3 separate regions of the Mus musculus genome follow, and all the other regions are linked to region 3. A link is a contact called in public Hi-C data. All regions are on one chromosome and are shown on one strand. Each heading gives the region's core, a stretch centred on a gene start, on an enhancer-like site or on the middle of the called end of the contact. The rest is flanking DNA. Distances are from core to core; before and after follow the strand shown. Region 1 has its middle 25 kb from the start of Gm31693. Region 2 overlaps 7530428D23Rik (RIKEN cDNA 7530428D23 gene). Region 3 has its middle 160 kb from the start of Gm31466.

Region 1 (4,202 bases), core at 1,451-3,950, 1.1 Mb before region 3:
CAAAGAGAGAAATGTTGAAACAGCTGGGGAATTCCTTAGAGAGTCTAACATAGCCAGTGTGTGCCAACAAGTCCTCATTTGTGACACTGTAAGTCCTGCCCTACTTTATGCAAGAGCTGTTTCTTTGCTATATGAACTGCTTTGGCTATCCTGGTCATTTGCAAGAAGGACCTCCTCTCCCTCTCCCTCTCTGTACCCCCTCTGTGTATGTGTGTGTGTTTGGTTGTGTGTTTGTACACACGCATGTTTGTGTGTTTGTGTGTGTACACACGTGCAATGCAAACAATAGAACCAAGGCCTTACATGTGTAAGGAAAATTCTTCAAACCCCAAACTCCAAAAATAAAATTCACTCTTGATCTTGTGAGACAGATGGATTCATATTCTATTCAACTGAGCCCCCTTGTGTAAACAATCCTATCTGCTGCCATGCTCACCACTGCTCTGTAATGTGCGCTCCCAAATCTCTAGGAAGACAAAATTTTGCCGCATCATCCCTTTCTTTCTTTATGCCAAGCCTGGGATTTGGGGGCTCTCATGCTTGACACATGAGGAAGCCTTGATCATGGAGCCTTGCTGCCTTTGCTCCGAGTCAGCATCCAGAGCAGCCAAGTGATGTGAGGGCGACATCCCACGTGGGTGCAGAGAGTGCTTGCTTTCTTCTCTTGGCTCCCCTGCTTTCCCTCTAATCAAAATAAACAACACTAAGCAACAAACAGGAAAACCAATGTTTATCCTCCTCCCCAGCAAAGATGTCAGGGCACTGCTTTTATTTTCACATACGGTGTACTTCCCAGTCCTGAGGTCTAGAACACGCATGCTTCTCTGCATGGCTTTCAGTGCAGTAGTGCATTGTGGACACTGTAGCTGCCTGTGTCATTCATTCGTCTTATGCTTACAGGGCCCTCCAGGCGCACCCCATTGCACAGCTGCAGTTAACACAGCCTACATTCTTTCTCTTGAACACTTTGCTCTGCACATTTGTGAACTGGGTGATATTTCTAAGACAAATGTCACTTAATGTCATGTTCCTTTCTCTTAAGGACAAAGATCATCTTGAATTAGAAGAAATGATGCTACTATGGTGTTGGTTTATTGAAAGCCTATTAATTGGATTATCACTGAGACTGTTAGCAAGTAGATCTCTGTAGATCACAGTTGTGGCTTTACTAGAGTCTCAGAACATTACACTCTGTCTCTCCAGAGAGGTAGGCGTCTCTTGTCTGCAGCAATTGTTTTCCATGGAGTTCTATCCATTGATGTCCCGGGTCTGCATTTGCCAGTTTCAGGCCAGAGAGTCTGAGCTGCAGCTTTTTAATTTGCACAACAAGGGAGAGCAGAGTTAGTGGTGAAATGAGTAGTCACCGCAGAAACAATAAGTGAGAATCTTGGGATTCTAGTGGTAAATTATGCAAACTTTACCAGAAAGAGCAAGGCACTGACAAAGAGTAGAATTGTTCCAGGTCCTGCTTCTTCTATTTGTTTCTCTGTGGGTGTCCCTGGTTGGGAAGTCTCTGTGGGAACTAGTACAGGATCAGCGAGACTAAAAGCATGTGTGAGAAGGAGTTGGAGTGAAGGGTGGAATAAGACTAGATCTAATGTTCTAAGTATTTCTCTCTCTAAATAAGACAGTGGCTTTATAGAAAAATCAACTTTAATATTGAGCATGTGTGGTACTATTGTCATATTGGTTTATTGAAAGCTTAATAACTGGATGATCTGTAGTGCTCAGACTGGTGCACTACTTTAGCATCCTGTTGGATCTTTCACAGCCAGAGGGCATTGCAAATAATGCCTCCCGTGAACCCAAATGAAACAGTTGGTAGTGAATTCCCCTTTGGTACTTTAAACACTCAAGGAGGGACAAGAAGCTTGGCCCACACAAGTTAGGGCTAAATTGGAATATGGTCTCTTTTGTATTGTACTTTTTAGAATTTAATGATAACATAATCATTGGCCAAAGATTTTATAGAACCACAAGTTCATAGGATTGATTTGATCTCATCATGTGAAATTCTGCTTCATTCATATCCAAGCTCAAATTTGGATCTTTGCCTCTCTGTCTCATAGGGCCTCAGCCTGGCTCCAGTCTGTCTTTTTTTTTTTTTTTTTTTTCAGTTCTGGCCTGGAACCTACTATGGTCCTTACAAACGAGAGAGCCAGATGGACGGGGAAGAAGATAGCACTAACTCTTCTCATTTGTCCTCACAGCATCCACTTTAGGTAGGGGAGGGCAGGAATTAAAAGTGGCTTTATATACAGACAGTGCTCAGTATGGAATCCAGTGTCCAGACGGTGGCTAAGCATGAGATCTCAGGGTTTCTCCTCCTCAGGCTGTGACCTGCAGAAAAAGCTGTGGTTGTAATAGTTTCTTTAATTAGTAGACCACATCCCAGGAAAATAGAAAATGTATCTGTTTCCATAGTTTGTCAAACCTGATTTTATTTAAGTCTGTTGTGTTTGGGTTAAACTCATCTGGAAAAGTACCCAAGTGGCCAAGCCAGGGCCCACTGTTTTCCTTTGGTCCTAACAAAATAGAATGGCAAATTGGGATTGTGACTCCTACATCATGGCAAGGCTTCAGGCCATCCCTATAGCTGCCTCATGGCTAACCTCCAGATGCTCCAGACTGGTCCTCAGCAGGGAATCTGTAGGCAGCAGGCTGGGGAGGGAGAGTTCCAACAGGAACATCAGGGAACTTGGCCATCAATTCAGATTCTGTCACTAATCACACAGCAGCTTACCCATTCTATAGAGACTCCTGGGGTATGAAGGCAGGATTCCCTTTCAGAACTGCAGCTGTGAGATAAAGGAGCCGGTGCCAAACTTTCAGGATCTCCATGTCACATGTCTATTACATGTTCTTAGATGTTTGTAGAATTCTTCTTCCCAAATGTTATTGCCTCTGGCCAGAAACCTCTCAGATGGAACGTTTATGGCAAAGAATTGTAATAGACAGAAACACACTCAGGGCAGGAGCTGTGAGACCTGGTTCCTTTTGATGTATCTTATATTTATGCTGTTGTCAAGCCATTCATCCAGCAGGCTGACAGTTGTGCCCTGTTTTTCTCTTTCTTTTTCAAATTTTATGTGAAGGTATTTGTTGTATCTGCACATATGTGGACCTATGAGCACATGGAGGCCAGAGGAGGATGTCCAGTGGCCCACTTTATTGCCTTCTGCCATATTGTCTTGAGATGGGGGTCTCTCACTGAACCTGGAGTTAGGCTGAAGTTAGGTTTGCAAGCTCCAACAATCCTCTTGTGTCTGTACTGTGTCACAGCTGAGGTACCAGACCATGCTTCATACAGGTTCATATATGAAGGTCTGAACTCAGGTCCTCAGGCTTGGGCGGCAAGAACCATTCTAAGAAGTATTTCTCTGGCCTCCTGGTTTTCTTTCAGAAAATGTTATTCTTAATTAAAGACATTGGTCCTCGTATCAAGGGACTTAAAGTCTAACTAGACAAGAAAAAGCCCATGATTATGCTTTAGTCACGTAAATTAATGCTGCAACATGGCTCTTTGATGGTCTAAGGTTGATCTGAATTAAGTGAGGCTTTCCTTTCTGTTCCATGGTTTCTTTTCATCTTGTAGAATGTTCCTGTTTGGCTTCTGGGTCCCAGCTTTTGTTGCCTGTAGATGTTCAGAGCTGGATGCTTGAGTTCATTGCTCTTTCTATTTACAAATAAGGACTTCTCATCTTGAGACATCACTCACTGCATCTGCTGGGCAGTCAGATACAACCTCTGCCAAGTGCAGCCCAAGGTCACCCCTCCTGCCTCACAAGTCAGAAGACTGAAGAAGGAAGCTGTAAAATAGGGTATTTCTTCAGAGCACCTGTGTCTTCAAAAGGGAAAAATAGTATTATTTTGTTTCTATTAATAGATGGTAGTGAATTTTCTGTAGAACACCAGAAGTTATAATAATTGAAACAATGTATTTTGGTGTTTGCTGTGTGTTCTTGTGTGTCTGTTTGGGTATATAGATGAATGTGTCCACATGCAAGAGTCTAAAGTACTCCTCTATGACCATATTCCCCTGAGAAGAAATCTCTCTCTAAGCTTACTGTTTTTCAGCTAGGCTGGTTGCCAGCAAGCCCTAAGGATCTTTCTTCCTCCCCACCCCTAACTTCCCACCAGGGCCAGGGGTTACAAGTGATTTTTAATGTGTGTTGGGGATCTAAACTCAGGTTCTAATGTTT
Region 2 (4,300 bases), core at 647-3,146, 1.1 Mb before region 3:
CTCTTGTTTTAGTTTTCCCAAGGAGAGAAAATACAAGGGAGAATTATTGGACATACACGTGGTGGTTTCTTTTTAGTTTATGTATTCATTTAAAGACTTATTTTCATTATCTGTTTTACAGTGTATCTGTGTGTTTGCATGTGGGTGGGAGGATATAGGTACTTATAGAGTCCAGAGGTGTCAGATCCTCTGCAGCTGGAGTTATAGGATGTTGTGAGCTGCCTGGCACTGGTACAAGGAACTGAATTCAGGTTCTCTGCAAGAACAGTATGCACTTTTAATTGTTGAGCCATCTTTCCAGTGTCTCTTTTATTGTTAAAGCACTATTTCAATAGTAAGTGGTACACTTTCTTTCTCCTTGATATATACATTGTTCTGATATCTTTTAGAAGTAGTCTCCTATGAAACACTCTCATAGGTCAATAATCTTGTTTTTATTTAACTTATCATTATCCTTTGTATTTAACAAGAACAATTTAAAAAAATTCTTAAATGGACAAATGGATTAAAAGAAAGGCAATGAAAATGGTCAAAGTGATACAATATATTTTTTTAAATCCCTTTCTGATCTCATTCTAACATGGGTCACTAATCAGTTAAATTTGAGGTACATACCATTTAAGACTAATTTATTTCAAAGGACACCAGAGTCCTGACAAAAGATTCACAGTGTCTTAGTTTACTCTGAGGCTTCCTGGAAAAGTGGAGTTCAGGAAGGAGAAAGGCAGCCTAGATATGGGCAGGCCATGGCCTTTCCCTCACCTAGGTCCTGTACAGGTACCTAGCAGCCACTGAGAAAGGAAGACATTCCAAGCAATTCTGGGAAGGCAGATTGATAGTCGTGCTGTTAGCTTCTAAAGAATTCTGTAACTCAGCTAAAGCAAAAAATGGCTGGGCTGCAGGTATTTTTGCTGAGGAAGTGGCACCTGTGGTCAGCAAGTCTGGGCAAAGTTCTGCTAGGTTAGAGGTAAGCCTCATCTGATTTTCAGAGAATCTGGGCAAAATAGAATGCACGTCCCAAAAGAAATGAGGATGGGACAGCCACACTGTTTCCTGAAGGGAAAATGGTGTGTTTGTGGAAGATCCTGTGTGGCATATTTGTGGGCTGGGGGGTGGTGGTGAAGCATGTTGGCACGGAGAGTGGAGACTCTAGGGTGAGTGGAAGCTTGCCAGTCTGCCTCAGCTATGATGCAACATCATCAGCCGTGGCACCACCCTGAAAACCACTGTGTTTGGAGCCAGGGATATACTCAGATGTGCCAGTGCCAATGTATTTTGCATCATAATTAAAGCAACATGGCCACTAATTCTTACCCAGAAATTCTCATCTCCTAGGTCTGCAGACAAATGGCTTTTGCTTTCAGGAGCAGGAAACTTTGAAGAACTTATGCAGTCTCCTTCTTGCCTCGAATAAGGTGGAGCATTACTAATGCTGAACCCACAGAAAAGAGACCTGAGTATAAGTAGACCAAAATCTTCCAGACTTCCTACTTTGGCCAAAATAGCACAGAAAGAAGGCTCTAAGTGCTTGGTTCCTTCTAGCCCCAGGTCTCAGTCATAGTCCTATTATCACCGACAAAATTGATGTGCCATATTTTGTTGAGATTCTTTCCTTTAAGCTAAATATGGTGAAGGCCTTCCTAACCATTGAAACATGGGGGTACAGTACTAACCCCACAGGTCATAATGCAAGGAGTATTAGCAATACCCAGGCTTGGATTCTATGTAAGTTGAGTTCTGGCTAGGGCTGAAAGTGGAAACAATCACTATTGGCTTGCAAAAAATTTACTTGGGTGATAATTTGAAGATGGAGATCTTGGCTATGTATGACAGACCACAATGCCTTTAGCCAAAGAACAAAAGCTCAACCCCAAATCAGAATGTTTGGTCTTTCTTGCCAAACAAATTCATGTTTGGGAACTTCTAGGCAGCTGTCTGGGATTACCTACTGCTTAGTCATAGAGATGAAGTATTAGTGTGATTAAGTAGCTGTGTATTCTTCTGTCAAGTTGGTATTTACATCAGGGGTATCTGAGTCCCTATAAGGACTTTCTGTTGTCTGCAGGTGAGGTAGGAAAGGTGGGGTAAGAGGAGACAGTGAAGCTTCTCCTCTGGTCATAACTCTTGGATATCTGTGTTCTTCCCTCTTCTCAATGTCTAAACTTTCATTCCTTCTTGCCTGGGTGATTTATAATCCTCTGACTTCATCTTTCCTCCTTTGACCCTTGTCCTTATCTGAACTCTGTTCTCGTCTCTCCATGAGCTAGCTTATCTTTCAACTAACTTCCTACTTAAAGTAAAACTCAGGCCATGTCTTTGTCTCAATAACTTCACATTTCATAATCTTATACTGAAGACTAGCCACAGACCCTTCAGGACATTTAAAGCTTGTTTTCTATTTGTGTTTCCCAACTGAAATCTTTATATTTTTCCCCCATATTTTTGAGACTTGTTGTAAGTAGTAGAAACAGTGGTGAGCAAAACAGTCCTGTTTCTTACTGCTTCTGTCAGGTCCATGAGCTCAAACTCCCGGATATTCCCTCTGGGCTTCAGCTACTTGGGCCTCAGCACATACCATCCTATCTTTCTGGGAGACTTTTCCTTCCAGGCTCTGGTTAACATACTTTAGGGCTTAGTTTAAGCACTCACTTTCCATGAAGCTTCTTGTGGTTTATGTTCTGTGCCCCTGATGAGGTCAAGAGATTATTCTTGGTTGATAGGGTGTTCTCTACCTCTCATGGTAGTCACTTCTGAATACACAGACTCAAGTTCTATCTTTTCCTTCTTTTGGGGGAATAGCAATGTACAATGAGCTTAAAGATTCAGCTTTAAAAACTGGTCCTAGTTTCATTTCTGTTGCTGTGATAAAATAAAAGGATTTATTTCAGCTTACAATTTTAGATTAGTGCCTATTATGGTGGAGAAGTCAAGACAGGAGCTTCAAACAAAGAGTCACATCATATCCATAGTCAAGAGTGGAGAGGAATTAATGAATTCATGTTAATCTGCTCACTTGTTTGTGCTCACCTTGATTTCTTTTCTTGTTCTTTTTTCAATTTTTTTATTAGATATTTTCTTCATTTACATTTCAAATGCTATCCCGAAAGTCCCCTATACCCTACCCCTGCCCTGCTCCTCTACCCACCCACTCCCAGTATTTGGCCCTGGCGTTCCCCTGTACTGGGGCATATTAAGTTTGCAAGACCAAGGGTCCTCTATTCTCAATGATGGCCGACTAGGACATCTTCTGCTACATATGCAAGTAGAGACACAAGCTCTCGAGTGTACTGGTTAGTTCATATTATTGTTCCACCTATCGGGTTGCAGACCCCTTCAGCTCCTTGGGTACTTTCTCTAGCTCCTCCATTAGAGGCCCTGTATTCCATCCGGTAGAAGACTATGCGTATCCACGTCTGTATTTGCCAGGCACTGGCATAGCCTCACCAGAGACAGCTATATCAGGGTCCTGTCAGCAAAATCTTGCTGGCATGTGCAATAGTGTCTGCGTTTGGTGGCTGATTATGGGATGGATCCTTGGATGGGGCAGTCTCTGGATGGTCCATCCTTTCATCTCAGCTCCAAACTTTGTCTCTGTAACTCCTTCCATGGGTATTTTGTTCCATATTCTAAGGAGGAATGAAGTATCCACGCTTTGGTCTTCCTTCTTCTTGATGTTCTTGTGTTTTGCAAATTGTATCTTGGATATTCTAAGTTTCTGGGCTAATATCCACTTATCAGTGAGTGCATATCAAGTGAGTTCTTTTGTGATTGGGTTACCTCACTCAGGATGATATCCTCCAAATCCATCCATTTGCCTAAGAATTTCATAAATTCACTGTTTTTAATTGCTGAGTAGGACTCCATGGTGCAAATATACCACATTTTCTGTATACATTCCTCTGTTGATGGACATCTGGGATCTTTCCAGCTTCTGGCTACTATAAATAAGGCTGCTATGAACATAGTGGAGCATGTGTCCTTATAACAAGTTGGAACATCTTCTGGGTATATGCCCAGGAGCTCACCTTGATTTCTACTCCCATTTGCAGTTTAGAACTCTGTGCCTAGAGAATGGTGCCATCTCAATGGGCAAGGTCTTCCCACATCAATTGAATTCAGACAGGAACTAGAAAGATGACTCGAAAGTTAAGAATACATACTGGTCTTCCAGAAGATGTGAATTATGTTTTCAGTATCCACCTTGGGGAATTCACAATCACTTGTAACCCCAGCCATAGAAGATCTAGTACCTTTGGTCTCCATAAGCACTTGCACTCATTTTTATATATACATAAAAGTT
Region 3 (4,215 bases), core at 1,234-3,733:
TAGACTAAACTTATGAAACTATAACCCAGCCCCAATTACATAGTTTTCATTATAAGAATTGATTAAATAAATAAATAAGGCCTGAAAGACTACAAATAAAATCATTCATATCCCATTCCTTTCTTGTCTGAAACAGCAATCTTATTTCACAGTTAAAATTTAAATGCCTCTGATGGATAAGAGAGTATGACCATGCTCTGAGTATATGGGCAACATAATCACGTTTTTCTGTGAGGTACTAGGGTAAGAGGGTAGACCTTGAATGAAAGGGAAACAAGTGTAATCAGGGTACATTGCATGAAATCCCCAAATAATTAATAAAAATATCATTTTGGGGGAAAGAATTGTTTATCTGACTTCTAGTGTGGTGGTTGCTCTTACTGTTGTCCCTAGGGCATCCTATGGATAACTAATATTATATAGTTCACTTATCACTAAGTATCTATGTTTCCCATGACTTATGTTTCACAGTCCTGAAGTATGACATGCTCTGCAATGGATACAATATCAGTGGAATAGACATTTACATCTACATTCTGATCTAGGATCCAACCCTATCTAGAATTTCAATGTTTGTTAAATAAGTTTAAAAAGTCTATTGAAAATCCCATTCATTTGAGAAGGGTTTCCTCCAATCCCAGAGAATGAGTTAGCATGCCAAAGCAGATCAATTAGCTAGTGCTTTACCTTGAAATGTCCCCACTACCCTGAGTTATTTCAAAGACAACTGAAACATCAGTTATTTTGGACTTAGTGTGTCCACAGCTCTTTAAAACACCAAATCATCTATCATCCTTCAAGTCCCTGTATGATAAGTAAGGATTACCTTTCATCCTTTACAGATGGAATATTTGAAATGTAAAATAGCATATCCAAGGCTAGACAGGAACTCAGCACCATGATTAAATAAAAACTCTTGAGTTTTCAACAGCCATGCCTTGGCAGAGGGGTTTATCACATTGCCATTTTATAGAGAGAGCACAGAAACCCAGGAGGGGAATCCTTAAGAATAAACTAAGAATTTTAAAGCAACTTGAAAGTCTATTTAATGCAGGCTGAAGTTCATAGGAAATCAGCTGAATTCTCGCCACTCCTACCTGTAAGTAGCTAGCTGCAGACCAGCAATTTAGGTGACTTTGAATGACCTAAACAGATTGAGTGCTGACAGGAGTGGGCAAGACAAAAGGAAGTGGCAGGGGAGTTTTACATGCTGTCATCTGTGCCTCTAAAGAACACTCAGTCGTATTAGTGTAAGCAATATGTTTACTTATGTTGGACTGCTCTCTGCACTCTACACTGAGGATAGAATGTTGTGAACCACAGCAGAAATTTATAACTTACTTAAAGAAGTTGTCCATTCAGGTAGGTCTTTCTTGTTCACAACTGTCTGACTTGGGCACTGTCAGATCCTATGGTCCTGTGAATAAGCAGTTTGTTCTCTAAACCACTGAGCCATATCTCAAGCCACTGCCCCCACTCGCCAGATGGTTTAATGGACACGACATTGTGAACACATTCTTGCAGGAGAATCTCCCTCACCTTGTGAGGGAAGCAAAGTGGTTGGAGATTGTCATCTCTCTTTTCTTGGTGATGAAACAGAAGCTCACTGGCTTCTGTGGGTTTTCTAGAGTGCACAGTTGAGGGTAGTTGAAGCTAGATTGACTGCAAGACCCCCAGTAACAAGTATATCTTGTCTATATATGTAGCCGGCTTTATACAATTCACTAATTGTCCTGTCCTTGTCTCTGAGTTACAGAAAATTCGAATCAATCAAATGATGGGGAGATCTAGCCATCACTTGGCATTATTTCAGGACCGTTTTCAATCATCACAGTCATAACTACAGCCCAACTGAGAACCAACTGGAGTCTAAGAGCAGATTGTCTCATCGTTTCTAGATTTTTGTAGAAGCTACAACAATCATGCCATCTTAGCAGTGATTAGGTCATCAGAGTTAATAAGGGTTTAGGAATAGTCACTTTGACATATTCATTCTAGTACACTGTGCCAGGAAAAAGGAGTTTTATGATGTAATAGGAAATACAGGAGAAAGAGTAATAAGTACAGCATGACTTATTGCCAAGATGCTAATAAGTGACAATTCTATAGGTACCCTGATAATATGTTATGAAATTATCTATAGTCAAACCACAGGTTATTAAGAGAAAAATCAAGAAAGAAAATAAAGCCAGTTTTGTAGGCAATGATTTTTATTATGTATAATGCTGGCAGGAAAAAAAAAAGTAATAGAAAATGCTGTAAGCAGCAGTTGTGAGAAAGAGCTGAAAAATTGTAAAGGACTTTGATCTCCTTCTGAGTTGCCCATCAAAGAAGGAAAGATCTGCCATGACCCTGTCATTCCAGGCAGATGACTGACTTATAGCTCAGGTGTGGTTTGCATGCTGAGAGCGGCTAGGGCTACAAGCAGCTTGCCAGGCTCTATATATAGGGATGACCTCACCTCTCCTGAAACATAGCAGCTGTTCACCATTTGTGCCATTTGCTGCAAAGGCTTAGTCCATAGCTAATTGAGCACTTCAGTCCTGCAGAGATAGGGGCCTGGGAAATATTTACATGAGATAGATACCTTTATCCAGATGGAAGCTGGCTAGGACAAGATAAGAATATTTATCTCAGAGGACTGTCAGTGCATCTTGACAGGAGTTAGGGGCTGCCTGGGGAGGGGGAAGGAGAGAGATGCCTGCTGCTCATTCAAGAGAAGAGGGAGAACAAGAAACATCAAAATTGTACTGCTGCTGCCTTCTCTCCAAGCAAACTAAACAGAGCCCTCCCTCTGTGAAAACAGTCTGTATTGTTATGATGTCAACTCATCAGGAAGGCTTTTAGAATTTCCCTAGCAAGATAACCACCTCCTTAACTTCTGGATTTCCTGGCCTAGAATTGATTGACAGTTATAGGATCACCAGCAATTCCATAACATTTCTTTTCCCAGGATCTAATAATCTTGCTGGAGGAAACAAGCATCTATAATATCTGGTTGGCCCGGAAGCACTTATCCTAGTTTGATTATTAATGATTTCTGTCAATAGGAAAACCCCCACTGTTCATGGGGTCTCGTTCTTCCCATCTGTAAATTTCAGATATTATCAGATTTAACTTCGGGTTTGCTTCCAGCTTTGAGGGAAAATCCATGAGTTTCATGAAAGTCACTCCCTTCTCAGAGCTTACAAGACATAAAATGCAATGGTCCAAAATAGTAAAAAGATCATTCTGATGTGATTAGTTTGGATGAATATAACATATCCTTGTTATTTTCAGTTTTGAAAATGAGCAGAAACACAGAAAATATGTGGATTGTCCACTTGAAACAAATTAGCAGACTAGTTTAAAGTAAGAGACTATATATAGTGTCACTTATGAATAGATCCGAATATGATCCAGTTACTCTTCTGATTGTGTCCTTCATTTGAGCTCAGAAAAGACATGTCAAGATGAGGAAGTATAAGTGTTGGGCCAGGAATGTATTTGGATTTAAAAATTTAGAATCAAATGTATATATAATATTTGTCCTTCAGGGTCACAGCTTCAATATGAGTAACCAATGCTGACTACACAAGACAGTGAAATCCTCATCAGGCCATTCAATTACTGTCTAGGAAAAAGGAGCAAAGTCAGGAAAGGCTCTGCAGTAACAGTTTTGAGATATTTAGGTTAAAAAACTAGGGGATGGGGCTAAAAACTAGAGTGGAGAAGAGTATAAAGAACATCCTCGGAAGGTTCGGGAAACAGGAAATGGGATGTGAGATATAGAGTCTGGAGTGCTTTGAGCCATGGGTGCAGTAGACACACACGGAAAGGGCTGCATCACCCAGATGGAGAAGTCAATGCTAGGTGTGTGAGAGATTCTTCCACTCGTTGATGGTGAAAGGTGCTAATATACACATGGAAAGCCACTGGACCAGTCAGCACGTGTGTAGGGCACGATGTTCATGCCAGCAGACGAGCATAAGAACTGGTAAAGTGGAGCTTGCTCAAACACTGGGACTCTTGGAGCTCTGAAATGGTAGGAGTGGAATATTCCCTCCCTGCCTCTAATGCCTGCTCTGGAGCAGGTAACCATGACACTCAACCAAGATGACCACAGGCACTCAGTCACATAGCATAGCATAGGACATGGAAAGCTTCTCAATACAAATGAGGTATCTCAGTAGCCTTAGCCTTCAGCTAATGACCTTCCATTCCTGGATATTCTCA

What was found. A called contact is a pair of places that touch in the nucleus more often than the background predicts.
Region 1: a Hi-C map of cerebellar granule neurons shows a contact between it and region 3, with 4 times the contacts expected there. The contact joins two enhancer-like sites. A contact is called at or near these places in 1 of 15 datasets of contacts at CTCF or cohesin (pro-B cells), 4 of 484 Hi-C or Micro-C datasets (bone marrow-derived macrophages, cerebellar granule neurons and cerebellum), 1 of 115 datasets of contacts at active chromatin or transcription factors (embryonic stem cells) and 1 of 9 other capture datasets (embryonic stem cells).
Region 2: a Hi-C map of myocytes shows a contact between it and region 3, with 3 times the contacts expected there. The contact joins two enhancer-like sites. A contact is called at or near these places in 2 of 484 Hi-C or Micro-C datasets (the N1E-115 cell line and myocytes).

Annotation. Positions count from the first base shown.
Region 1 is chr3:21,725,374-21,729,575 of GRCm38.p6, reverse strand. No RefSeq gene overlaps it. Among named protein-coding and RNA genes, the nearest start is that of Gm31693, 25 kb to the right of the region's middle. Within about 2 kb of position 2,700, at least 7 of the 459 cell types and tissues checked have an H3K27ac peak or open chromatin away from gene starts, as enhancers often do. A contact at or near this core is called in cerebellar granule neurons and cerebellum, where this site is marked.
Region 2 is chr3:21,758,992-21,763,291 of GRCm38.p6, reverse strand. The region is part of intron 1 of 7530428D23Rik (RIKEN cDNA 7530428D23 gene); the gene reads left to right. Among named protein-coding and RNA genes, the nearest start is that of 7530428D23Rik, 40 kb to the left of the region's middle. Within about 2 kb of position 1,896, at least 47 of the 459 cell types and tissues checked have an H3K27ac peak or open chromatin away from gene starts, as enhancers often do. A contact at or near this core is called in myocytes, where this site is marked.
Region 3 is chr3:20,660,334-20,664,548 of GRCm38.p6, reverse strand. No RefSeq gene overlaps it. Among named protein-coding and RNA genes, the nearest start is that of Gm31466, 160 kb to the right of the region's middle. Within about 2 kb of position 2,483, at least 34 of the 459 cell types and tissues checked have an H3K27ac peak or open chromatin away from gene starts, as enhancers often do. A contact at or near this core is called in cerebellar granule neurons, cerebellum and myocytes, where this site is marked.